Regions from separate parts of the Mus musculus genome. Here regions 2, 3, 4, 5, 6 and 7 are each linked to region 1. A link is a contact called in public ChIA-PET, HiChIP or PLAC-seq and promoter capture Hi-C data. All regions are on one chromosome and are shown on one strand. Each heading gives the region's core, a stretch centred on a gene start, on an enhancer-like site or on the middle of the called end of the contact. The rest is flanking DNA. Distances are from core to core; before and after follow the strand shown.

What was found. Promoter capture Hi-C pulls out the DNA fragments that hold promoters and counts their contacts. ChIA-PET counts read pairs in DNA pulled down with a chosen protein or histone mark. HiChIP or PLAC-seq counts read pairs in DNA pulled down with a chosen protein or histone mark.
Region 2: an H3K4me3 HiChIP or PLAC-seq map of embryonic basal ganglia shows a contact between it and region 1, with 6 times the contacts expected there. The contact joins the promoter of Tex30 here to the promoter of Fhl2 in region 1. A contact is called at or near these places in 1 of 39 promoter capture datasets (pre-B cells), 5 of 115 datasets of contacts at active chromatin or transcription factors (embryonic basal ganglia, extraembryonic endoderm stem cells, memory CD8 T cells and 2 more) and 1 of 9 other capture datasets (liver).
Region 3: a promoter capture Hi-C map of second pharyngeal arch cranial neural crest shows a contact between it and region 1. The contact joins the promoter of Tpp2 here to the promoter of Fhl2 in region 1. A contact is called at or near these places in 5 of 39 promoter capture datasets (the HPC-7 cell line, cranial neural crest, frontonasal cranial neural crest and 2 more), 1 of 484 Hi-C or Micro-C datasets (the MNK3 cell line) and 4 of 115 datasets of contacts at active chromatin or transcription factors (T-cell acute lymphoblastic leukemia, double positive thymocytes, embryonic stem cells and 1 more).
Region 4: a contact with region 1 is called in an RNA polymerase II ChIA-PET map of memory CD8 T cells, with 5 read pairs. The contact joins the enhancer-like site here to the promoter of Fhl2 in region 1. A contact is called at or near these places in 3 of 39 promoter capture datasets (cranial neural crest, embryonic stem cells and liver), 1 of 484 Hi-C or Micro-C datasets (the G1E-ER4 cell line), 2 of 115 datasets of contacts at active chromatin or transcription factors (T-cell acute lymphoblastic leukemia and memory CD8 T cells) and 1 of 9 other capture datasets (embryonic stem cells).
Region 5: an RNA polymerase II HiChIP or PLAC-seq map of embryonic stem cells shows a contact between it and region 1, with 8 read pairs. The contact joins the promoter of Uxs1 here to the promoter of Fhl2 in region 1. A contact is called at or near these places in 5 of 39 promoter capture datasets (cranial neural crest, frontonasal cranial neural crest, liver and 2 more), 7 of 115 datasets of contacts at active chromatin or transcription factors (the 230-238 cell line, astrocytes, embryonic stem cells and 4 more) and 1 of 9 other capture datasets (liver).
Region 6: a contact with region 1 is called in a promoter capture Hi-C map of hippocampal neurons, with 1.9 times the contacts expected there. The contact joins the enhancer-like site here to the promoter of Fhl2 in region 1. A contact is called at or near these places in 6 of 39 promoter capture datasets (the HPC-7 cell line, HPC-7-derived erythroid cells, cranial neural crest and 4 more), 1 of 15 datasets of contacts at CTCF or cohesin (large pre-B cells), 1 of 484 Hi-C or Micro-C datasets (neural progenitor cells), 4 of 115 datasets of contacts at active chromatin or transcription factors (embryonic stem cells, memory CD8 T cells, neural tube and 1 more) and 1 of 9 other capture datasets (macrophages).
Region 7: an H3K4me3 HiChIP or PLAC-seq map of forebrain shows a contact between it and region 1, with 3 times the contacts expected there. The contact joins the enhancer-like site here to the promoter of Fhl2 in region 1. A contact is called at or near these places in 6 of 39 promoter capture datasets (the HPC-7 cell line, cranial neural crest, embryonic stem cells and 2 more) and 3 of 115 datasets of contacts at active chromatin or transcription factors (cardiomyocytes, forebrain and stem cell-derived neural progenitor cells).

Annotation. Positions count from the first base shown.
Region 1 is chr1:43,162,002-43,165,715 of GRCm38.p6, reverse strand. Fhl2 (four and a half LIM domains 2) reads left to right here and starts at 1,755. Exons shown (of 6, transcript NM_010212.4): 1 at 1,755-2,014.
Region 2 is chr1:44,100,673-44,104,386 of GRCm38.p6, reverse strand. Tex30 (testis expressed 30) reads left to right here and starts at 1,946. Exons shown (of 6, transcript NM_001356297.1): 1 at 1,946-2,059.
Region 3 is chr1:43,932,302-43,936,015 of GRCm38.p6, reverse strand. It overlaps Tpp2 (tripeptidyl peptidase II), which reads right to left and starts at 2,022. Exons shown (of 29, transcript NM_001310540.1): 1 at 1,763-2,022. The coding sequence starts at 1,927.
Region 4 is chr1:43,887,089-43,890,802 of GRCm38.p6, reverse strand. It overlaps the pseudogene Gm19587. Among named protein-coding and RNA genes, the nearest start is that of Tpp2, 45 kb to the left of the region's middle. Within about 2 kb of position 2,137, at least 31 of the 459 cell types and tissues checked have an H3K27ac peak or open chromatin away from gene starts, as enhancers often do. A contact at or near this core is called in memory CD8 T cells, where this site is marked.
Region 5 is chr1:43,826,113-43,829,826 of GRCm38.p6, reverse strand. It overlaps Uxs1 (UDP-glucuronate decarboxylase 1), which reads left to right and starts at 1,988. Exons shown (of 15, transcript NM_026430.4): 1 at 1,988-2,212. The coding sequence starts at 2,119.
Region 6 is chr1:43,752,886-43,756,599 of GRCm38.p6, reverse strand. It overlaps Uxs1 (UDP-glucuronate decarboxylase 1), which reads left to right. Exons shown (of 15, transcript NM_026430.4): 13 at 844-901; 14 at 2,780-2,883. Among named protein-coding and RNA genes, the nearest start is that of Ecrg4, 24 kb to the right of the region's middle. Within about 2 kb of position 1,664, at least 20 of the 459 cell types and tissues checked have an H3K27ac peak or open chromatin away from gene starts, as enhancers often do. A contact at or near this core is called in hippocampal neurons, where this site is marked.
Region 7 is chr1:43,697,076-43,700,789 of GRCm38.p6, reverse strand. No RefSeq gene overlaps it. Among named protein-coding and RNA genes, the nearest start is that of Gm30634, 15 kb to the left of the region's middle. Within about 2 kb of position 2,064, at least 92 of the 459 cell types and tissues checked have an H3K27ac peak or open chromatin away from gene starts, as enhancers often do. A contact at or near this core is called in forebrain, where this site is marked.

The sequences.
Region 1 (3,714 bases), core at 506-3,005:
AGTTTGTAGCTCTTACATATAAGAAAGCTAACTTGAGTAGCCTCAGAGCCATTAGCCTGTCTACGTACCCTTTACTTTGAATCCAAGATAGAGTGTACCTTGACCATCAGTGGGAATTTAGTTAGGTTATCCCTCAATTGCAAGATGGGGACAGGAGTGGGATGGATTTCCTGTGTCCCACCTCAGCTTGCTCACTCTCCTCTGAGGAAAGTGTCAACTCCAGGGAGTCACCCGAGTGAATGACGGGAGTTAAGAATTTCTCATCCTTTAAGATATTCTCATGGCCTTGCTAGCTCATAGACATCAGTGCAAATCTCAGCTGAAACTCTTCACCTCATCTAGAGTCCTCATCATTTAATTGAGATAACTAACTTTACCAAAAGGGCCTGAAGATCCCTGGAGTGGCCAGAGGTAGCTAATGTTGACTGCGTGGCAGTTATTCTAACACCCTTGTTTCTCAAGTTCTGAGGTTCCACCACGGAGACCCTCCAGTGACACCAATCAGGAAGTATCAACCAGAAGAAAGCCACCACACAGTTCTTCCTGCCTTTACTGGAAAACGTGTTGCCTTCAGCTCCCCTCGAATGATGGAAACAGCTTCGACCAGTGATGGTTCTTCACTGTCCATTTGACTGGGTTTTGAATCACCTAGGAGACACACCTCTAGAAGAATTTTTGTGGTAGTTCCAGAGAGGTTTAACTGAGGAGGAAAGACTGGCCCCCAAGGTGGACAGCACTTCTCAAGAGCTGGGTAGAGGAAGCTGAGCACCAGTCTCTTTTCTCTCTGTGTCCTGGCTGAGAAGGAAATGTGGCCAGCCACTTCCCATCCTTCCAGTGGCCATACCATCTCAGTGATGACCAACTAGATCCCTTCACAGACCCTGCACCCAAGCGAATCCCTTCATCAAGTGGCTTCTGTCACCTCACAACACTGACAAGTCACTACCCCAGGCCTTCATTGCTTCTCCACATGCCCATCTTCTACCGTGCCCGCATATGGACTCATTTGCTCAAGAGAGGAAGCTGGCTTTCCTGGGCATGAGGATACCGTATGCCTCCCAACACTGTGTTGAACAGTGTCCCGTGCCCCTTTTAAAGGCCAACTCTGCAGAGGATCTTGTCCTTCAGAGTGTGAAGGACACATTAAGACCAGTGTTTTCTTTTTTCCCAGAGGGAGCCACTGAATGTTCAACAGTTCTCTAGCCTTGAGTGTTGGGCAAAGGGCCTTCTATCAGTGAGCTCCTTAGTGGAACTAATTAATGATTCTCTAGGTCATCGGTTTGGTTCATTCCATGATGGAAAGTGTCTGCAAGGTAAGGCGCAGAAGGCTACCATGTCATTGTGTGCACCACACACACATAGTTCCTTCCCCCAAATCTGCAAATGACCCATCCATGCTTGCACCAGGCTGCACTCAGGCAGGACCCCGCAACCCGGACGTGTCCTGGTGACAGTAGCCCCATGTCATTTCGCCCTTGGGTGTCAGCTGCTACAGCTCTCTGCACTGCATAGCAACTAGCCCTGGAGCCAAGGCCAGGACGCAGCGAGGGTTGACCGTGTGAGCCAAACACCAGGAAGCAAGGAAGGAGGTTAAGTCAAACAAAAGGTCTGTGGTAGCGTCATCAGGGGAACAGACGACGACCGGCTGGCTGCCGAGGGGCGCTCGCTACCGCGCCTGGCTCTCCTGGCCAGCGCGCCCAGCCCGCCGCCCGGGCGCGTGTGTCCTTATATGGTCAAATGACTCGGCGGGGGTTCTCGAGGGCGGGCGCAGCTCCTGCTGCACTCCGCCCGCTGAGCCGCCACCGCCACCGGTCCACAGTCCGCTGGGTTCCCTTAGACCCCGGCCCCACCGCGCGAGTACTACTGCGGCCGCCCAGGCCACAGCCCTGCTTGGGACACAAGGATCGCCACCAGACCGCTGCCCTAGGACGCGTCGAGAGCCTGTGGCCAGCGCACTCGGACCGTGGGGCGGAGACCCAGGAGACCGGAGCAGAGCTGTGCAGACAGCATCAGGGTAGGGACCTAAACGGAGAGAACAGGTTCTGGCGATAGGAGAGCCCTATTTGCAGGGGACACTCGGGATGGGGACCCAGAACGGAGAGGACAGATCCGGGAGAGAGGAGAGCGTAGCTGGGCATACTTAGGATGAGGACTCGAAATGAAGGGGAGGGAGATGAAGGGGCGACAGTGAATCGGAAATGTGGTGGGGGAGGGCGCTTGGGGGAAGGCTTGAGGGGAGACTTCAGGACTTGAGAGTTGATCTACAGGAAGACACCCCCAGGAAGAGCAGATGCGGGGCAGAGAGGACCAGAATCATGAGTGTTGGAGAACCTGAGCATAGGAGAGCCGAATTTGGAAATGGTGGGGAGGGACCTTTGATGTCCAGAGGGAGGGTTGCAGCCCTGTAGGGGTGGATCACTTCCAGGTGGTGGGAGACAATGAACTGCCCACAGGCAAACCCCCCCCCCGGGGGGCGGGGGATGAAGTGGAACTGGTCCCTGAAGTCTATGGAAAGGAGGTGACAGGCTGGTCAGCACGTGGATAGCCAAGCATTTCCTTTGAGAAGAAGTGGGAGTTTGCCTGTGACCACACATCTTGACTAACCACCCAAACTAAAACCTGAGCCATGGCGGGGGGGGGGGGGGGGGAGAAAAACAACACTTTTAAATGAAAAGAATTCTGATAGATTTCAGTCTTGTGGAAAGAAAGTCTTGAAATGCTTTTTTTCTGATCTTAAGTGAAGAACTAGCCATATTTGCTGGATAGTCTTCAGTTGTGTCTCTGGAACTCAACAAAGCTGGCATTTTTTTGAAGTCTACAGCTGTCTTCGGTGAAGCCAACTTGTGGCATGCACTTTCTTACGCATATTTTGGGATGTAGTTAACTATAATTTGGACTTAGCACGAGATTGTCTTCAAAATACTGCTCTAGATGTGTCTCATGTTGCGGTACTACTTGGCTTGTGTGTAGCCAATTTTGCAGTAGTGTAGAGAGATCTAAAGAAAGGGTGTTTGTTGGTGTGGCTGTATGTGTGGTGATTGTTTCGGTTGTTGTTGTTTGGGATAAAGCTTCATTCTGTAGCCAGGAAAGCCTGGGATTTACAGTACCATCATCCCCGGTAGCCTCAAACTGGTGCTCAGCCCCCAAAGTGTTGCAATCCCAGGAGTAACCTACCACATGCTGCAGCCATGGTGATCCTCCCTCCCCACCAACACCCTGCCACCATAAAAAACAATTTGCATTAAGTTTCAGAATTCCCAACCCAACTAAAGTTTATTAAAAACAAGATTTAAATCATTTTCCCCCTCATTCTTTCTTTCAGATTCCCTTCACTCCTAGTTTTTGATGGAACACTATGTAGTACTACCCCCCACCCCCCTTGTGGCTTCTTTTTGTTCTGCCTCCTTACAGTCCAGCCTCACAGGCACGGCATGGACGGGTGCAGAATGTTTAGCTGGCAGATGTACCTGGAGCAGGTGCCTCAGTTTCCTCCCTGAGAACCAGATAACTCCTGCATAGTATAAGCAGTATGTGTAGATTTTAAAGCCTCTTGTTAACAGATAAAAAAAAAAAAATCGAAGTAAATTTGTTGAGCAGTTTCCCAGCTCGTAGATTGTGGCCCTGAGAGCTGCCTCCAGATAGCTTGATATCTAAGTTCTGACCTCTGTTCTTTACTGGGACACATTGAATGCATATTTGGTTGAGGCTCTATAC
Region 2 (3,714 bases), core at 697-3,196, 940 kb before region 1:
AAGATCTCATTCTGTGACTCCATTCAATAGTCACAAATCATATTGGTGGGTGTCTGGTGTGAAAGGTAAGAGAGGGAATGGTAAGTTTCCTCTAGAAATGATAAGATGCCCTTAGAATTTGATGATAGCTGCAAATGAGTGTACAATTACTGGAAATTGAAACTTAGGACAGGTAAATAAAGCATAGAAAAGGTATCAGACCTGAGCTGGCAATGTGTTAGTGGTAGAGCGGACAGTGGCAGTACGGACTCCATTAAGGGACAGATCACACCATAAGCACACCCACGTCTAGAGGTCACCTTGATTATGTCATTGGTTGGTTAGTCGGGTTTGTTGTTTTCATGTTTTTCTGCAGGAATCTTGTGAATGATACAATGTAAACTGTTTCCATTCTTGCAAGAATTGGTGACCATAAACTGTTTCATGGTATGTTCACTGTCTACTCAGAGTATGTACCATTCCTATGCTCATAAAAATAACTCCAAAATTCCATTTGTTGGCTCCGTTTTTTGTTTTGTTTTGTTTTTGTCTGTCTTTTTAAAAATCACTTGCTCATTTGCCATAAAAAGGCCTGTTTCTGGTCTGGGCTGCTTTTATTCTCCTACTACTGAGGAGAGTTTAAGTCTTGTCTGGCTGTAAGAGTAAAATTTTTCCCTTGCAACATCTCAGTGTTGGCTCCTGGTTTTTGACACTGTAACACACTCAAGAACCCAAAGAAGAGAGGAGAGAGTCTGGGGAAGAAAACGGGCAGAGGAGGGAAAGAAGGAAGACAGGTTAACAGACAATAAGGAAGTGTTAATTTAAAAATGTTAAGACTGTAACTTGAGAAAGCACTTGTCATAAATGGCTTTCCCTTAGTTGTTTCTTAATATGTACTGTGTCAGAAGAGGGCAGGTAACCAAGTGCATAAGGGGGATTTAATTCATTTAGTAAACATTTGCCACGTGTTATCCTAATCAGGAGAGTCAGTCAAATAAATACACACACACACACACACACACACACACACACACACACACTCCTTAAGGAAAAAGACAAAAAGGACATGTAGATGAAGTCCTAAGTAAAAGCTGCAATCTGAGGAACTGGAAGAGTCAAACCTCTGCAGTTGGGCTTGCTTGGTAGGTTTGGGGTGAAGTGGCAAAGCCCCTGAAAGAACAGGAGGAAATTCTGATTATTTGGCTCTAAAGAGGAAGGTACGAAGTCTTTGGGTGGGACTGAGTGGATGGGTCCTATATACCCTCAGGGTTATCCAAATGAAGTGATGGGCACAAGGATGCTAGCAACCCACCCTTCTGATGACCGGTAGACAAAGCAGGCAATGGTAATGTGGGAGGCTTAACCTAGCCTGGCGCACAGGGAATTACGAGGTCAAGTCGCCAAAAAATAAAAATACTTTAGGTGAATGGATAGATAGATGATTGATAAATGAGAGAGAGAGAGAGAGAGAGAGAGAGAGAGAGAGGAGAGAGAGAGAGAGAGAGAGAGAGAGAGAGAGAGAGAGAGAGAGAGAGAGAGAGAGAGAGAGAGAGAGAGAGAGAGAGAGAGAGAGAGAGAGAGAGAGAGAGAATGAGAGAATTTTAAGTGCAAGATTTTGTTTTGGGCCGCATGCATAGCTGTCCTATGCCCGCGAGGTACTGAATCGTACCCGCCTGAAATGCAAAGGGATAAAGAATTCACGGCGGGATGTGAGGAAAGAAGTTGTCAGGGTTGACTCCGTGTCTTCCGATGGGCTGATCAGACCGGAAGAAGCCAAGGCAGCGACAAGAAAATCCTTTCCCGCGCTCGGCTCGGCGGTCCCAGCATACAGACTCCGGCTTCAGGAGTCCAGCCTCCAGGCGCCCGCGAGGGGCGTGGCCGAGCTAAAAGCCGGCAGAAAACTCTCTTTCCCGGCGAGCCTCGCGGCGCGCCCCACGAGCCCCGGGCGAAGCCTGCGTGCGCCAGCGCAGTAGCGGGCCGCGCTGACGGGGGCGGCGAGGCGGTCGCTTCGAGCGTGTTAGTTCGCTCCCTGAAGAGAGTGAGGGCGGTTGGGCGCTGGCGGTCACTCGTGCGTTCGCTGGTAAGCGCGGCGGCGGGAAGTGGAGGCAGCGGTGGTGAGGCCGGCCGGCAGCTCCTCGGGGGCTGCTGCTCTCCTCCGCCCGAGGCGTCCGTGGAAGCCAAGCGCTCCCGGCCGGCAGCCGCCGACGGTCTGTTTTGCCGAGGAGGGTGGACACGGGTTTAGGACGACGGGCAGGTGGAGCCGGGCCGCGGCGACTCTCACGAGCTGTTGGGGGTGACGGGAGCTAAGCCTCCTCCCAGACGGGCCCGGGACGCGCGCGTTCGTTAAGCGAATAAACGACGGTTCCCGTCGACCTCTAACCTCGGGTTTGGAATTTTTTTTTTTTTTTTTTTTTTTTGGTCGTATGGTTGGTCGACCCCGGCGATCCTAGAACTCACAGTTTTGTTCGCGCGGTGACAGCCTAGGTAGTGCTGCAGACGGAACAGACAGTGAGTAAATGTTTATTTTTTTTTAAACTGGAAGTCGGGTGGCCGTGGCGTTTGGGGAGCTTAGTGGAAGCTAACTACCAGAAAATAACTACCTTGTGAGTGTGAGTAGCCCCTCCCCCCTAAACTGTTGGCTTGATTGTCCAGGACGTTTGAACCCCGTACCGCATCAGCTATATTTGTTTTGTGTCACAGTCGTCACCTTGTTTCTACCGGGTTGGTGGGTTGGTGCAGTGTTCTCCCTCTGCTGTGGGGCGACACTGAGGCTGAGCCAGGCTTCCGTCCTCCCTTATCTAAAGCGTGGGGGGGGGGGGGGGGGCGGAGATAACAGTCGCTTCGAGCGCTTACCATATGGGACGTTTTCGGTGTTGCTGAAGCAGTCTAGAACAAGTTCATAATGAAGTCTGGAGGAAAGCCGTTTTCCTTAAAATCACAGGTTAGTCTGGAAGAGCTTCCCAGGTTGATATTAACTTAAAAACATGTATCTAAGTGTACTGTTTTTCTGAAATCCCATTAAAGTGACAGGAAAGAGTTCTTTATGGGGTTGGTTGGTTGTTTTGTGTTTAGTTTTGTTATTGTTTGTTTTGTTCTGTTTTTGAGACAGGGTCTTGCCCAGTCTGGTCTCAAATTTGCAGATTCTCCTTTCTGCCTTTCAAATCCTGAGATTATAGTCAGGCCCCACCCAACCTGGCTTTTGCGAGGGTGGGGGGGTAGTCACTGGGAAAGACACCTTGGAGATATTAACAGTTGAATAATGAACTCTTAAAAAGCAGTGGTTAAACCAACGGGGGGGGGGGGAATCTATAAAACTAGTCTGAATTAATAAAAGCCTTCAGATCACACAAAAACTGGCAGTTCTTGATATATTTGGAACTGGAAGGGGAAGTGCATTGATGTGGATAGAGGTGCAAGACTAATATGTTAGTTTAAGTCTTTTTAAGGAGCAGTAGGGTATTTCCATTAGTTTCCCCATTTCACTCTCTTGAGTGATTGTGTTCCCCAAGTTTAAAAGACTAGAAAGAGCACAGAGGAGAAAGAAGAGAAGAAAAAAGAAAAAAATTAGAGGCTTATTTTGACAAAGGTTTTTTTTTTTAAATATATTCTTCGAATCTTTTGCGCTTTGAACCATGTTACTGTTACCTACTGAATAAACAAATGTCCATGCACATGGATGATAATGGAAATTCTCGTGCCAGTGATATGCTGAAAAATGAAAGCTCTCACAATAAA
Region 3 (3,714 bases), core at 773-3,272, 770 kb before region 1:
CACAGAGCTACAAAATAATTTCCTCAGGTAAGAAAAAAAAAAAAAAATCAAAGTCACCCATGTAAGTTCCTTGCTGAATTTAAACAAAAGATCATGTTTAGAATCTGAGAATAAATGCTGGATGATCTTATGTTTTCTTTTGGTTCAATGTTTTATTGACTAAATGTTAATGTTTGTGTAAATATCAAGCATATTTTCCCTTCAGACAATGACCCAACATGAACTCCTTCTGCTAGCATTTAGTGTTTATTCAGGACTTTAAAAAAAAAAAAAAGTACTTAACACTTTAGCACTGTAAAATCATGTGTGTTGGCTGCTCAATTATCAAGTAATCCTATGGGGTAAAAACTGTTACTTTACAGAAACAAAATACTCTAACCAGAACCAAAAATTCTACAAATGTCCACTGAGTAGTACTACGCCAAAATCTTCAGGATTTTCTGAACCTCTAACGCTAAGAACTAGTGAGCCACTTACCCTAGTTGTTCTCCCACACCCTACAAAAAGTAAACACACACTCCTGTGTATTGGGAAGCACTTCCACTGTGTAATAAATTCACAACGTGTCATTGCTGTTACCAAGTTTTAAACCTTAGCAATTACTATTAATAAAATAACTGTAGTCACTTGAACTTCTAATCAGAGACTCTGACACTGTGTGCTTCAGGGCTCAGGTGTGCACCAGAAAGGGGAAGAAGTAACAAACACTTGGAAGCAGGATTCCCTGAGAGTCCCAGAGTGTCCACACAGGCTTCTTTCCTATCCTTTCCAATAACCTCTAACATGTACGTCAATTACCTTCCCATCCATTTATGTCAATTATTAGGCAGCACAATGAGAAAACTAAAGATTGGAGGAAACAAATCAAGGGCTAGGAGGAGAGGAATTAGTATCCCTCTTTTGTGAGGAACAAGGATAAGATGGTATCAATGTGATCTAATCTATCTATTTGATAAACTGACCACGGACCGAAAAGAGGGTAAATAAACTCTAGTTTTAGTCAGATAAGCTCTTCAACAAAGGTTAGAGAGTACTTATGAGGGGGTTTTAGTAAGAGGCTATTTAAACACAGAATACATTTTATTCAGGCATTTTTTTTTAACATCAGTAAGGTCCCTGCTCTTAAAGACTTCTAACTTGAATAAAGGAAATGAAGTCATTTTTAGGAAGTCGTAATCAAAGTATGTTCTCTCGTTTAAAATGCACATTTTATAAGGCCTGAAAAGTTCGCCCGAAACAAATTAGTCGGGCCCTTTGAAAAAAAAAAAAAAAAAAAGACTAACCCAAAAGATTTCAAGGACCCTGAACAAACACCAGCAAATAACTTAAAAATAGAACAAAAGTATCAGAAGAAACCATTCCGGAAGCGGACTGGGTCGAATTCTGGGAACTCACTTTGCTGGCCTTGCCAAAACGAGTATCTCTTAAACATCACTAAGGATCTCTTCAAGGCTGTTACCCCTATCGTTGGTGCCCCCCACGCTCCCGCGCCCTCCCAGACCTATAAAACTGTAAAATTTTCCCATGCCGAGGTCGGGTGCGGACCCTGAAGAGGTGTGGGGCCTGGAACGCCCAGGCTGACCAGCAAAGCTTCCCCGCGGCCCCCGATCCCGAACAGCCACGCTGACCACACCGCTTTTGTGTGGACAGGGAACAGGGCCTGGAGGTCTCCCAGAGCTGTCCGGGCCGCCCCGGCCCGTCCGGTCCCCGCCTTGTTCCAGGCTCGGCCCTCTGGGCTACGGGCCCTTGGGCGCCGCCTCACCTGCATGCCCGGGGCCCCGGGATCGACCCCTGTGTCCAGGACGGCGATGAGCACCCCGCGCCCGTCATACTCCGGGTAGCGGCACAGGAAGGAGGAGGCCCCGGTCTCCTTCTTTGGTAGAAGACCGTGGAAAGGAAAGGGCTCCTCGGTCGCGGCGGTGGCCATGGACGCAAGCTGGAGGACAGACGAGGAAGAGGCAAACTGCCAGGCAGCGCGCGGACGAGCGGCGCGAGGACACCCGGCTACCGCGGGACGGAGGTGGGGAAGGGGCGGAGCCTGGCCACCAGTACCCAATCGTGTGCGGTCAGAGGTGTCTAGCCAATCATACGCTTCAACGTAAGCTAACGGCGCCGCTACGAGTCACGACGAGGGAATGTTACCCAGGCTGCAGAGCTGGAACGGAGTGTGCGCTGCTGCGGATGACAACGCACTGGAGGGAGGTTCTTGCCTTCCGAGCTGTCACTCTCCGTGAGAAGCAGCGAGAGGAACGGGCTGTCTGCCTGAGGCGTGGGATCCTCGCGACGCCGCCGAGGTTGGCTTAACCCGCTGCGGACCGGAAGCCTGTAAAGTCGAGCGCGGAAGTCTCAGATTTAGCGGCCCGGCCTTTCTGGCAGGGTGAGGTGCTGTTTAGTCAACAGGAAGTGGGTTGTCGGCTGTTTTGTCGCCAGAGTCCCCAAAGCAAAACACGTGACAGAAATGAGCTCCCTCCTGTCTTCGTGGCTTACTTACCCTTGGCATCCGGAATTTCAGAAAAATACCTGCCTTTTCTCCAGTGAAGTTCCTCTTTGTAACACAGTTACCGAGCCATAGTTTGCGGGGTTTTTTTCCCATTAGGATGCACAGTGACAGCAATCGTAAATGGCATTTGAAATTTAAACTACACAGATTATCCAGTAACAAAGGTTGCCAACATTCATAATTAAGAATATTGTGGGGGTGAATTAATATTTTCCTATTTGTGACAAATCTACTCTGTACCAGTGAGAGATTCTGCACGTTTTTTCAGTGTGTAGCCTGCCTGGAGGCCTCTGAAATACTGAGCACCGAACCACAGCCATAAGTGTGGTAATTCTTCTCTTTAGTGGCAGCGACTGCTGTGTCTACTCCAAAAGTCCCAGCAGCAAGAAGGCGCCCAGAGTAATCTTAATTATCCCATTGACAAACTCAAGACACCTTACCACAGAGATGTCTTTAAATGCATAAGATGAAATATATAGGATTATACAGGAAGTAGACGGTTGAAAGAATTATAACAACTTAATTTTTGTTGTATTGCAATAGTTTCATATATGTAAGTAATTACATGTGTGCTCTTTTTAAAATTAAATAACAGAGCCATCGTCAAGTCTAATAACTAATGTTATTTTTAAATTGGAAAACAATTGTAAATGGCATTTGAATATATCTAAACTACACACTTTAATAACAAAGGTTGCCTGTGTTCATAATTAAGAACATGTGGAGGATGAAAATAATTTTTTCCTATTCAATCATGGGCCCTGTGCATTTCTATGGTCTCCAGTTTAAGAGGCAGGTTCCTAGAATCCCGTGTATGCCATTTGTTTCAAACCACAGCATTTCCATTGACTCCTCATACTTTGCTCTATGAGCAAATATATTAAAATATATTAAATTGTAACTTGAAAGAATTTCTTGGGATCAGAATGTTAATTTTTTCTTTTGGATTAAGTTAACTTACAATTACAAAGTTGATGAAAACAATGAGTAAATCTTAAGATTAAAATGAACAAAAAATGGGATGGGAGGGAAGGGAGGAAAGAAAAGGCAGCTTTTCCCTAGAAGTTTGATGAGAATTAGACATATTTCCATTTATAACAGGCTATTCTAGGGCTGGAGAGATGCCTCAGCGGATAAAAGCACTGACTGCTCTTCTGAAGGTCCTGAGTTCAATTCCCAGCATCCACATGGTGGCTCACAACCATCTGTAATGG
Region 4 (3,714 bases), core at 888-3,387, 720 kb before region 1:
CCTCTCACCATCTGGTTATCTCTGTTGTTATCTGGGTTCCTCGTCTCTTACTGGGGCCTGTCCATTCTGTGATCCTGGGGGAGTCCAGCTGCCACTGGTGTTTGTGCTCTGTGGGATCAGGTCTCTGCTACCAGCAAGCAGAGCTGGGAAGCAGAAGGTGCCTGTGACTCTGACTGGGCAGGGAATCTGCTTCCCCAGGTCACAGGGATCTTGATAAGCCAGGTCTCGGGGCAGGGTATAAAGTCTCAGCTATGAAGCTGAATGTGTCTGCATACCTGAGAAGTCGAGCTGCTTCTGGGGTGTGGGATGTGTGGGGATGGGTCTCTGCTCCTGGCAAGCACAGGTGGGAACTGGCTAAGTTCTGCTTTCTAACGGATTTACTTCAGTATGGTAATATAATTTGTCACTATTTTCCTGTATTTTCATTTATGCACTTTGCAGAAAACCATACAATTCATTATAGTTGAAAAAAAAAGTAATTTAACATAAATGCTACATAAATCACAACACAATATGCATGCCTGTATGTTCCTGTCAGTGCTAAAAATCAGGGAGTGTTTCTTTAAATATTCCCAGGTACAGTTACTTTCAAATATCTTAGGTAGTAAACATGTATTTCTAAGAAGACAACAAGACAGCACCCAGAGGAACCTGGACCCCCAGGAGCTCTAACATGCCAGGAACATAGCACACAGAGGAAGCTGGACTTCCAGGTGCTCTCACACAACCCAGGATCATAAGATCATAGGGTCACAGGATCACAGGATCTCAGGAGCTTTGTCACACCATGACGTCAGCATCCCAGAGGCAGCTTGACTCCCAGGAGCTCTTATACCCAGGATCTCAGGATCACAGGATCACAGAGACAACTGGACCCTGAGGAGTCCTGACACAAACAAGATAACCGGAGGGACAGGCCCCAGGCAGAGACAGTGAGTGCAGCTAGCACTAGAGATATCCAGAGTTCCCGTGTACAGTTAGCTTTGAATATCTTAGGCAATAAAGGTGTGTTTTTAAAAAAGAAAACAAGGTTTCTCACAAGACATGTCATGTTCAACACACATTAAGTAAGTTCTTTTTTTTTAATAGTTAAGAGACTTTATTCTAACAGCTATAATTACAGTGCTTGTAGAAATGAAAACTGAAAACAAGTATACAAAACAGTTGATTACTAATTGTGTATTGAAAGCGGTAAGAGGTTCCACGACACCAAATAAACCAGTTCTGAGATTTCCCCAAGATAAATTTAACAGCTCCAGCTTCTTCAGTGTTTATCAAAATGCAAAAGAAAAAAGTAGAGGTCGTCTTTCGATGGCAAATCGGACCCTTGCAGGCTGAGGGAGGAAGCTACTTCACACATGGAGATGGGGGTGCTCCAGGATGTGGGTCTGTAATGGGCCGACCCTCCCACCTTGCACGCACTCCTGCTGGTGAGACCCAGGCCTCCTGCCAGCGCGTCCAAGTGGGCCCAAGAGTAGGCTGGGTATGCAGGCTGCCACTGGGCCTTGCACACACCAAGTACAAGCCAGGCCCTGCACCCCACAATGGCTCCCAGCCTACCCTACGTAATCGTGTGAGCACAAGTACAAGCACAATGCTATGGAATGCAGGTGACCCAAAGACATGCGAGTCACGGGGGCTCTACTGTGACCATGCGGCGGATGATGGTTTGTTTGTCACCTTCTCTCCTGTTCCCACAGCGAGACAGGTGATCTGATAACTAGCATTCAGGCCATTAACTGCAAAACCTACACTAGGCATAGTCTCCGTTCTGTGTGTTCAAGTGTTCTTGTCCTGAATTTTTAACTATTTTTTTAAAAAAATGCACTGAGTTTGGGTTAAAAACCAACCACCAAATGGATACCGACACCAGTTTACAGCCCAATGGCTCCCGGAGGCCAGGTGCCCCTACACCCAAATCCCTTCTCAGTACTGACAGTGAGTTGATTCTCTTTTTACAATAAAAAAGCTAAGTAATATTGCATAGGAGTACCAGAAACTGCCTCAGTGGAAACAGAAACTATTTACATTAAATAAAAACCTGGCTGCAGGCTGCGTCTGCACATGTACAGCACGGTGCGATGCACAATGTGACCAACCCATGGAGACAGCTTCTGGCACTTAGGACCACAGAGTTGCACGTTTGCCACATGAGAGGAAAGCTGAGGGCAGAGAAGAGGAAGTGAGGGGGATGGAGGGGGTCTGGTTCACTTCTGGTTCCGGAGCTGATTAGACAGCCAATCTAGTCCTTCATAGAGCCTGTCCCCGCTGGTGGCACAGGTGGCCTGAATGTACCAGTTCCTGTGGCGTAGAGAGTGCAGCCCCAGCTTGTGACCGCTGTGATTTTGGCCGCTTTCACGGCATTGGGGAGGTTCTGCTTGCTGGCAAACACCAAGAGAACAGCATCTCGGAGCTCATCTTCAGCTAGCATCCTCATGAGCTCTTCACAGGCCTCGTTCACACGCTCTCTGTCATTGCTGTCCACTACGAAGATCAAGCCTTGGGTGTTCTGGAAGTAGTGGCGCCACAGCGGCGGGATCTTGTCCTGGCCGCCCACATCCCACACAGTGAAGCTGATATTCTTGTATTCTTGTATTGAAACCAATAGTGGGAATGGTGGTCACAATTTCGCGCAGCTTCAGTTTGTATAGAATTGTTGTCTTCCCTGCAGCATCCAGGCCCACCATAAGAATGTGCATTTCTTTTTTGCCAAAAAGGCCCTTGAAGAGGTTTGCAAAGATATTCCCCATGTTTGTGGACAGGTGGAATCGATATTGGCCAAAGACCTCCGTGGCGGCTGCTCCCAGCCAGGCATTGGTTTCGCTCTCCATTAAGTAAGTTCTTACTTGCATTTTAGTCTGCAACACTGTATGTCATTACTTTATTGTTTTTTTACATGCCCATTTCACAGAAAATTGTCCAATGCGTTATAGCTTTAAAAAAGTACTTTAACATAGATGCTACACAAAACACAGTACAATGTGAATGCCTGTGTATTCTGCGCTGTGCTAGAAATCAGAAGGGTGTTTAGTTTAGAACTCCCATATATACTTAGCTTAAACATCATAGGAGGTAAAGGTGTGTTGTTAAGAAGAAAACAAGAATTTTACTCACAATAGATGTCATATTCAAATTGCATAACATTCTTATTTATAATTAATTTACTTTATATGGGGTACTTTATGTCATTACTTTCATATATTTTTGCATACACATTTCACAGAAAACTGTAAAATGATCTACCGCTGGAAAAAAAAAGTTCTTTAACATAGACGCTAGAGAAAACACAGTACAACGTGAATGAATGCATGTTCCTCTGTGTGCTAATAACGAGAAGAGTGTTTTTTTTAAGTGTTCCTGAGTACATCTTAGGTGGTAAATTAATGTTGTTAAGAAGAAAACAGAAAATCTTCTCACAGTAGACGTCATGTTCAAAAGGCATTAAACAGTTCTTATTCTTATTGGATTTTCTTTAGTCTGCAACACTGTATGTCATTACTTTAATGTATTTTCACGTGCACATTTCACAGAAAATTGTACAATTTGATATAGCTGGAAGAAAAGTACTTTAACATAGATGCTACACAAAACACAGTACAACGTGAATGTCTGAGTGTTCCTCTCTGTGCTAATAACAAGAAGTGTTTGTTTTAGTGTTCCCGTGTACTCTTAGCTTTAAACATCTTATGCAGTAAAGGTGTGTTTTAAAGAAGA
Region 5 (3,714 bases), core at 739-3,238, 660 kb before region 1:
TGACATTAAGCAACGCCCCCCCCCCATCCACAAACACACACACACACACACACACACACACACAACCCAGCTGGATCTGCACACCACCTTCTAAAGCAGATTCTGCCACCACATCATTAACTCTTCCTTTGCCTTATGCTGGTCACCTGCAAGCACAGGAAGTATGATAGTAAAGTACCTACTCTTGTATGTGTCCACATACATGTTGTCTTTCAAAATTATCACCTTAAAATGAACAATCTGCTGTTCTTCCCACATGCTCTCTTTTATATATGACTTGATGTTTCTTACTATGTTATAAGCTGTATAGTTGTATGGTGATTCCCTCCCTCCATTTGACTCAGTTCAGTACCATCTCCTTCCCCTGTCTATGCCCTTGACTATGTGTCTTTGTCAATGGAGACAAACAGGGAAGAACATGAGGAGAGAGACTATTTTATGGAGGTTTTTCATGTTTCAGCAGCTTGCTTCTTTGGAGCTCTCGTAGTAATTATAATCCAGTTGCACTCCAGAAAACCCCATCAGAGCAGATATACCTACCCAGCTCCACAGCCCCTAGTGCACAGGGAATATCATTCAACTCCATTTCCTTTCCTGGATGCACTTAAGATATACACCATAGATCTGTACAATGTTACAGACAAAAGGGTATGCATTTATTATGACAATTTCCTGACAGATGGATGGAAGGTATCTTAAGGAAAGAGGACTTTTCTGATTCTATCAAATACCCTAAGGCCTAGCAGAACATGTGTTTCTGAAGACTCTTTGTATGCATTCCCTTAGGATATAGCTTGACAGGTACAATACAGTACTGGGTGATACAGTCCAAAATCAACTGATTAATTCACCATTTCCTATCACTATTGCTCAAAGCAAAGTTTTATGGGTCACTTTTAGGAACCTCTGTGTTCTACACTATTAATGTAGTTACTTTTGACAAGAGTCTGCCTATTTGATAGGATGTGGAGCTTTTGCTCTAAATTGTCCTTTCAATGGATAGTTTTTAGTTCTTAAAACTCACCAGAAAATTCCTGAATTGGAAATGACTTACAGATGGAGACATGAAAATCCAGAGTCACAGTCTCCGGTCTATGTTCTTCCCTCCTTAACCATGCAGACATCCCAACATTACAGTACACTCATACAATCTGAAGATGGCAACCCTTTCTTCATAGGTCTTCAAGCAGCCCTCATGTTTCTATCTTTTATCAGGGTTGTTATGAATGTGAAACTGTCTGCCAACACTGAGTCTCATTAATATTCAAACATCTGAGAGGAAAAGTACCTCAGATCTCATTGTGCTATGCTTAAGGAGAAGACATAACCAGAGCATTCTGTCTCGCTTTTGGTAACTATGATCAGGCAAAGTGTCTGTTGTTCTGAAATTATTCCCATACACTTTGTACCAGAAATGATCCCTGCTCATTTCTGCTGTTCCCACTGCAGTGTGGTTTGTCCTAAATTCCAACGATTAACAACCTCTTCATGATAATATACCCTTCATCTTTAAAATAAAGAAAATGAAGAGAAGTGTTGTCGATTCACCGGCGCGTTTGGGATTTATCACTTTCCTGCCTTGCAAAAAGAACAGCTAAGAAGGCAACTTACTAGCCCCGCACTCATAGAAACTCAACTGTTCACTGTCAAGACACACCAATTACAGCAAACCAGTTCTTCATCTCCAACAGCGCGAGGCCACAGCCCAGCCGGCCGTGTAGGACTAAGAACGCGCAAGCGCCCTGCAAGTTGCAGGCGAACTTCCGAGATCCGCGCCAAACGTCGAACGCTACCCCAGCAGCGAAAAGGGGGCAAGCACACTGGGCTGCGCATGCGCGCTCCGAGCCACCCACTGTGCCCACCCATCCCTGGTTGATTGACACCATCCTGAAAACTCAGGGATTACACTGCGCTTGCGGGGAAAAGGAGGATGAGGGCGGGGCACGGCTGTGGGCGGAGCCGGAGGCCGGGACCCAGCCGCGCGAGCGCAGTGGTTTAGCCGGCAGGAAGCCGGGCGCGCGGGGGTGGGGCTGGTGCACGGGGGCGGGGCTCGGGCCGCCGCGCATTGTGCTGCGGCTGGCCGGCGCGGCAGGCCCCGGACCCGAGCGGTTCCCGGGCATGGTGAGCAAGGGGCTGTTGCGCCTTGTCTCTTCAGTCAACCGCAGGAGGATGAAGCTTCTGCTCGGCATCGCGCTGTTCGCCTACGCCGCCTGTGAGTGCGTGCGCGGTGGGCGGGAGCCCATTCATTCCCGCGCGGCGGGGAGCGGGCGCTGCGGCCGAGCAGCAGGCTGTTCAGGGCCGGGGACCGGTTCACAGCTTCCACGAGGCTGAACTTGTGCTGTGGAGCCGCTGGCCGCTTTGCTTGCTGCCCGCTTCCGCGTAGGCCCGGCGTCGGACCGGTGGCCGGTGTTGGGGCCTTTGCCCGGGACGCGGTGGACACGTTCCCCGAGCTGTAGACACTGCGGACTCGGCCAACCTCGCAGCGCCCGCCAGCTCGTACTGACCCGAACCGCTGTGCTGTGCTGTCCACAGCACCCAGGGTTAGGGTTAGGGTGAACCTGGAGAGTGCGGCGCGGGGACATCCTTGGGGACGGTGCTGGTTAAGTAGGATAAAAATATTATAGCTATTGGCAGGGTCCCTGCTCCGACTGTTTGCTCCGCAGGAAAATTACTCAGCAGCTGAGTGTTGCCATTCTCCGTGGATGCCCTGTGTGGCCATGCTCTGATATCCTGTCTCACACTCCCCGCTCCCCACTCTCCTCCCGCGCCACCAGGTACTCCTCCAGCGTGTCGCGGAAGGAGGCACAGCATAGGGGGCAGGCGGGGCGGGTGTCAATTGGATCCTTAGCCTGTTTATCTTGAGGGGCCCTCAGCTTCTCAGAGAAGGCAAAGTCTAGTTTTTTGGTGTTTGTTTGTTTGTTTTTGCTCTGTGCAACTGGATATAACAGCTATTACTACTTTACCAAGTACCAAAATTGGGCTAAAAATAGCTCTCAGAGTGAGTGAGCTCCTTCTGAATCCTGGCCACCCAGGCAAACATACTCGAATGAAAACTGCTAAGTGATTGAGTTTCCAGGGTCTGATTCCCAGGTGAGTAGGTACTTTGGAACGTGGGTTCAACTGATGGGATGATGGTGTTAGTAGGATGCAGACTGGCTGCTACAGCTCAGCTGTTGCAAGAGGAGGAGGAGGAGGAGGAGGAGGAGGAGGAGGAGGAGGAGGAGGAGGAGGAGCAGGAGGAGGAGGAGCAGCAGCAGCAGCAGCAGCAGCAGCAGCAGCAGCAGCAGCCAGGAAGCTCTGGAAAGGCTTCTGGTTGCTAGGAGAAGTTTTAGATCTGGGTGGCTTGGTAGATTTGATTGGTTTCAGCAAGGAAGGAAGAATTAACTTCAAGTGTGGTCTGTATTGAAGAAGATGATTATTCAAGAAAAAGACCCCTTACAGCTGAGTAATTATTACTGTTTTATTAGTAATGCCTAAGTTAGCTGAGTGCTTAACTGTATGTATAGGTATGATCCTTATCCTGCCAGGGGTAATACAGGTAAATATGAATAGTAATAGTGTTTTATGGGTGAGAAAATTAAAAGCATGAGGGATTAGCACCTTTATCAATCTTAGAGGGCCAAGATTCATTCCAGCCCGAAAGGCAGTGATCTGGGTCTAGAAGTCAGGTCTCTGGATAGCAATTTCAGGGCTGATTTACTTAGGGAGGGATAC
Region 6 (3,714 bases), core at 415-2,914, 590 kb before region 1:
ATCACTTTGCTCTGCCCCTTTGCCTTTCTTTGTGTCTACAATTAAGCCTGGGCCTTCCTGAAACTTTGATCCCTGGTTCCAGGATAGCCTCGGAAATTGGGGATTGGGGGGCAGATTTAAGGTTCACAGCTCCCAGGCTTTTCTGTGTCTGTGCTAGGGCAGTATACTAGAAGTAAGAGTAGTAGGTTAGAGAAATGGTGGAGCACCTGCCTAGTGTGGGCAAAGTCCTGCGTTCCCCTTCTTCAGCACTACACAACTGAAGGCAACATCTGTTAGAAAGTGTGATGGAAAAAGGCAGAACAGATCTTAACTACTTACCCATCCCACCCCAATAAGCTGACTTCATCAAGCTCATGGAGACTGTTCCTGTGGCTCACCCAGGACACTGGTCTATGACATCATCCATTGCTGCAGGAGCTTTCTCTGTAGGAGAAGGTATTGGCATAGTTCTCGTAGAGGAAGTATGTTGTCTTAGGAGAGCCAGTATTGTGAAACCAGATATACAGAGTATCACTAAAGTGAAAGAAAAGGTAGATTAAGGTTACTTGTCTTAGAAGCTCACCCAATGTGTGTGCCCCCTTTTAAAATAACCCTGCCTTACCTGAAGGCCCTTCTTCAGAGCAGGTAGATGAAGGTCTTAGGTAGTATATGTTTGTACCTGGCCAGGATGAAAACCGTTCCAGAATTTGCCAGTGGGACAAAAAGCTGGGGTGAAGTTACTTGGAGACAGGGTTGTCTGGGAGTTGATGGTTGATGCAGCAAATGTGTCTGAAGTCATGTGGTCCAGGTAGGGAAGTACTGCCATTGTCATGACATTTATAAGAGAATCCCTTTCCTTTTTAGGGAAATCCAGAAGAACACACAATCCTGGAATTTGCTCAGTTAATTAAAAACCTTGTTGGTAAGTAGGCTACACCACTCTGAAAGAACTCATCTGTATTTATTTACCCTGTGTTAGTAGCACCTTCCTTAGAAAGTAGAAGCTGATTAATTGTACCAGAACATTAATTTTATTTTATTTTTAAAGATTTATTTATTTATTTATTTATTTATTTATTTATTTATTATATGTAAGTACACTGTAGCTGTCTTCAGACACACCAGAAGAGGGCATCCGATCACATTACAAGTGGTTGTGAGCCACCATGTGGTTGCTGGGATTTGAACTCGGGACTTCCGGAAGAACAGTCAGTGCTCTTAACTGCTGAGCCATCTCTCCAGCCCCAGAGTATTAATTTTAATGAGGAACACTTCCAGTTCTGAGTTGGCGATTAGAGGGAGGATGAAATGAGATGGGTTTGACTTCCAGGTCTAGTTGCATGTCTTGATGGAGTGTGGGGCAGAGATTTGACCTCCAGGTGTGATAAACACTGTCCCTGTTGCGACCAGATTTCAGGAGCATGGGGAGAGTGACATTAGCTCTGGCCAGGCTGGATTAGGCTGTGTGACATTGGAACAGTGTTTCCATCAGGGAGCGGGATATCCCTGGGTCTGGCCTGGTTCCTGGGTTGCAGGTGCCAAGAAGGTACTTCCTGGCCTCATACTCAGGCTTGACGGAGCTCTGGGAAACCTGGTCTCCAATCCAGAAATTTGATTTCAGGATATGCCAGTCTGGCCTGAACCATTATATGATACGTGTGCTTTAGGCTGCTCTGACTTGACCCTGTGATACCCTTGGCTGAATGGGCTCTTCCTTCTTGGCTCAGGGCTGTGGTGAGCAGCTGTGTACAGCTATAATCCTTCTGCCAGATAAGCACAACAAACACTGTGTGGTTCCAGTAATCCCATTCAGACTAGCTTCCCAGTTACGCATTCCCACTGTTGAGAGAAGGTTTGCTCCACTCACCATGTGCCTCCAGTCACTGTGCCTTTGAAACCTCTGCTGTCCAGATGGAAACCATGGGCCAGATGCTTTGGTATCATAGCACTGTGGGTGTGAGCTCGTTTTTTGGATCAGAGTGTGCACAGTGATCCATGTGCACTTCAGAATTTAGAAAACCGTGACAAGCACACTAAAGCCGGCTTAGGATTTCCATCTTGCTGCTTTGTGACTCTGTGTGTGTGACTGTGCTGTTATAACTTATGCAGGTCTGCCTGGTGGTCACTCAGTAGCTCTCTTTTGTGGTCACTGGGGTCTAGTCCCCCACCCCAGGGTGCTAAGCCAGGCTTTTCTGTCCTTTGCATAGTCTATGCAGCCGCAGAGCTGACATCTCTGTGTGTCAGCAGAGCTGACAACTCATGTGACATAAGTTGGTTCTGTGCTTTCTCTGGCTAGAACATTGGTGACTAGGTTTTCATGGGCTCCTAGTTACCATCTGCATGCTGTTGATTAAGAACAGAACAGTATAAGCCACCTGATCCCCATGAAAGAGAATTCCTAGACCTTTGACACCCAGGTGTGGCCCACTTGGAGCATCCATCTCCAATATGGCTACAGCCCACATTTATATATTTGTGTTTGTAGATGTTCCCTTAGGCACATGTGCACCTGTTACCTGAGGTGGAGGTGTGTCTTCGGCACAAGCCCTTGTGCTCTTGTGGGACCAGAAGCAAGCCTGGTGCCTGCATGTGGTTGCTTAGTAATAGCTATGCAGGCACACTCTAGGTTTTCGAGGACTGCCCTATGTGGCTTTGAGAGCCACAAGGGACCTTGCTTACAGGTAAGATTAGTTTCCCTGTCATAGATGGTAAAACATTGCCCCCTAGATGCGCTTCGCCTTACCTTTTTTTTTTTTTTTTTTTTAAACTTTCTTTTTTTTCTTCTTTTTCAATAACTCAGGTAGTGGAAGTGAAATTCAGTTTCTCTCTGAAGCCCAGGATGACCCACAGAAAAGAAAACCAGACATCAAAAAAGCAAAACTGATGCTGGGGTGGGAACCTGTGGTAAGTTTGAAGGAGGCCCACTGCCTAGGGAGAAAGGCATTCCCCTACCCCCTTGTCCGTCCCCTAAGCTTTGGCCCTTGTTAGGAGGTTTTCTCCATAGGCCATTCAGTGGTATGTGATCCTCTGTTAGTGAAAATGGCTTGGACCTCCTATGTGGCCTCTCTATATAAACACATTGTCCTTTTTTATTCTGTTGCTGCAATAAAATACTCTGACCAAAAGCACCTTGGAGAGGGAAAGGGAGATTATTTGGCTTACACTTCCAGGTCATAGTTTATCACTGAAGGAAGTCAGGACAGGAACCTGGAAGTAGGTACCATGGACGAGTGCTGCTGATTTGCTCATGGGTTCATGCTCGCTAGTTTTCCTATACATCTCATGATAGCCTGCCAAGGAAACAGTGCTATCCTCAGTAGACTGGACTGTCCTACATCAGTTATGACAACCAAGGTAGTATCTACAGATCAGCCTGATAAAGACAGTTCCTGTATTGAGACTATCTATCTATCTTACAGGTAGTCCTAGTCGGTCAGGTTCAAAGTTACTGTTAACTAGGACTTGCGTCAATTTCCAAACACAGTGTTAAGGTGTATATGTTGTTTTTCTCATTGCTGTAACAGAATATCTTAGAGAAGCGACTTCAGAGGGAGAAAAGGGTTATTTTGGTTCCCAGTGTCATAGGACTTAGTCCATCACAGCAGGGGAGGCATGGCAGCCAGAGCTGCAGTCTGTGGCAGTTGCTGCTCACATCGAGCAATAGGAAGCAAGGAGCCAGGGGTAAATATAACCTCCAAAGATCCCACTGCCCTGGAAAGAGAGTCATTGGCTGGG
Region 7 (3,714 bases), core at 815-3,314, 530 kb before region 1:
TCTTTCTTTGTTTCTTTCTTTCTTCCAAAATCATGTTTTATTAATTTTACTCATATATTTAAATAGCATTTCTATTTTACAAAATGAAAAAAACAAAAAACAATAAAACAAAACAAAATGAAAAAAACCCTGTTACTTAAAGGTCTCAACAATTTGATTGCTTTTTATAGTGCCAGGGCTTGCATTGTTCCTTATACATTTTTACTAATTACATTCCAAACATGGAATACTACATGGCCCCTGAACACAACTTGTATTTAGCTATTTCCCTGATGAACTTGGGTTTTGCCACCTTTTCATTATTCTCTACTCCAAAAATGCTTTATTTCAAGTTAGTTGTATCGGGCATCAAACACTATGAATTTCCCTTGATTTCCTCAGTAGTATGTTGTCTTCATGAGCAAATTGCATTAAAAAAATTTCCTTCTAATTCAGTAGTTCAAGCTGCAGAGGATTTTATCCTCTTTCTTCCTTTCTTGTTCTTTCTTTCTTTCTTCCTTTCTTTCTTGTTCTCTCTCTCTCTCTCTCTCTCTCTCTCTCTCTCTCTCTCTTTCCTTCTTATCCTATATATTAAAAATCTGCTCTTTGTACTGTAAAATTCTATGGGTTTTGAAAAGTGTATTTCTGCCACTACAATATCACACAAAATAGTTTCACGGCCCTAAAATGATCCCTTGTGGTTCTCCTGGTTAGCCTTCTTCCTTCCTAAACTCCTCAAGAACACTATTCTATTTTCCTTTACCAAACTGTTACATAAACCTAATTAATATAGTATTATTATAGCCTTTTATATTGTCTTTTTTCTTTACTGATATGGATTTAATATCAATTCATGTTCTAGTTTGGATTGATGATATTTTCCTTTTTAATTGTTGAATAGTGTTCTATTGTATGGATATACCACTGAGTGTTTATTCATTAACATGTGTTATTCATTATTCACGTGTTAATGAATAAACACTCAGTGGTATATCCATACAATATCCATGGGTTGCTTCCACATTTGGACAATAAGACTACTATAAGCATTTGCTTGGGAATTTTTGTGTGTGCATAAGTTTTCAAGTCAGTTGAGTAAATGCCTCACAGTGGTAAGAGTATATTTAGCCTGTTTGTCTCCTGAAATGACTTCCCAGCAACAGTAAAAGATAGTTCCACCACACCCTTTGTAAAAGTTATTATTTCTTGTTTTTGGATTCCAGCCACTCTTGTGGGAATCTGTTCTTATCACACTGATGTCCCTGTTTGTCCTTATTGGAATGTGGTCAAGTTAGAGCACGGAACAATGTATCACTAGCTCTTGATTTTACATTGATTTTCAAAGTGACGCTTGAGTGAGGCCAAAGGCTTAGTGGAAAGCAGCTGTCCCTCAGTGTCAGAACCTGGAAACTTTGGTGGCATGTGGATAGAAGCATCAGGTTGTGTAGAAAGTGACCTGAGTGTACATCAGGAAAAAGAAAACTATAGTGACAAAAAAAAAAAAAAAAAAAAAAAAAAAAGGAACAGAACAGAGGATGCACTTGACCCTAGCCAAAAACAAACAAAAACAACAAAAACAAAAAAACCCTTCTTATAAAAAATGCAGGCAAAGGTGCAAAACTCTATGTCTGATGGGAATCTATCAGATCAGGTAGGATTCCCACTGGCACAGCTTTGCTTGCTGTAAATAAAGGGCCAAAGATAACCCATTCACTCTCCATCCTTCTGAAATAGCTCTGAATTCCCAGAAGTCTGATGCAACCCAGAAGGGCCTTGATGCTGGAATGGGGGATCAGGCAGTGCACAAGTTATAGCATGGCAGAGTGGGACTTGCAAGGCACAGAACTGCCTCAAGCAAATCTAGGTTGCCATGGTGCTTAGAAATGAGTCCCTACTCTGTCAGGCCCACAGTTTGGCTAGTCTTCCATGGGCCCATGATCACACAGGGTTTATGTACAGCTTTTTTTTTTTTTTTTTGTCATTAGTTTTATAGACCCATTCGTTTCCAAGGTGACTTAGGCCAGGCCAGGACTGGAACAAAGAGAATGCTGCAGCAAAGTGACTGGCTGAGAGCCCGGCCAGGCTCCTGTGTGCACAGTCCAAGTGTCAGAGCTGCAGCTGTGCCTGACGAGCTCTCAAGAATTCCCACAGGGGAGGCATGCCCTTCTATTTCAGGCACATACGTTGTTCCTGTTTCTCAGCAGTAGCTGGCTTGCTTGGTTCCCTCCTCCCTGCTACATTCCAAGCATATATCTGTTTGTACAACTATGCTTCATCTGCAGAGAATGGCACAGAGCAGAAAATAAAGGGGAGACAAGGGCTGAATCTAGCAGGATACTTCTGTCCATTCGCTTACCTGGCTCCTTTCACTCGCTTCCTTCTATTCTTTCCTCTTTCCCATATCGCTTACTGTTACTAATGTCCTCAATGACCTATACAACCACATTCCACAGCTTGAGTCAAGATCAGACTCCCAGCTGACCTAAATATCCTCCTATTCTCCAAAATCCACATCTATTCATTTTAAAGCCGATAATTTTTGGGTTCCAAAATTATGAATTTTAGGTTTTTAATTTCACCTGAAGTGATGCAGAGGAATCTCAAAATACCTTGTTACAGTAGACTCCTCCAAAGTCTATGGGTAAAACATTTCAAGCCCCACAGTGGACACCCAAAAATAGATATCCAAATTCTATATATGCAATGTCTTTTTATCATATGTACTTTTCATAAGGTTAATTGGTAAATTAAGTACAATAAGAGATTTTAAAAAAGATTTATTATTTTTATGTGTATAAGTATTTTTCCTGTCTTCATTTACATGTATCACATATGTGCCTAGGGCCCATAGAAGTCACAATAGGGTGTCAGATCCCTTGGAACTGGAGTTACGGATGGTTATTGGCCATCATTTTGTACTGGGAACCAAACCCAAATCTTCTATAAAAACAAAAATGCCCTTAAGTGCTGAGCCATCTCTCCAGCTCTCAGGTATAATAAGAGATGAACAGGAATAATGAATTATCAACCAGGACAATCACAGCCACCACTCTTTTTTTTTAATAAATAATTTTTTAAGATTTATTTATTATTATATCTAAGTACACTGTAGCTGTCTTCAGATGCACCAGAAAAGGGCGTCAGATCTCATTACAGATGGTTGTGAGCCACCATGTGGTTGCTGGGATTTGAACTCAGGACCTTCAGAAGAGCAGTCGGTGCTCTTAACCACTGAGCCATCTCTCCAGCCCCCACAGCCACCACTCTTGTCCTTTGGGATCAAACTTAGAATGGGGTCACTTGAAGGTGTGTCCTGCAACACCATTGATTTGATAGGCAATATGAGTATTCTGCATAAAGGGGCAGCTCATTTCCCAGGAGGGATGGACCTCAAAATTTTCCTCAAACCACCCAGAATAGTGTTTAGTTTATAACTAATGATTTGCTTATTTCTGATCATTCCCATTGAGTAATTGTGTACTGTAGTAGGTCATGGAGAACAGAAACAGTAAGAGCTAAGCCATGGATGTCAGGATGCCTCTGGATGTAAAAGAAACCTGGTGTGTATGCTCTATGATTCTGTTTTGCACAAAGTTCTAGACCAGGCAAAGTTAAACTGTGGTGCCATGTTTGGGAGTAGTTGAACAAAAGGAATTTTCTAGATGTAGGAAATGTCAACATTTCCTAACGTGATCAAACTGGTGCTTGTGTGTGTGGTTAAGGTAAGCAAGCACA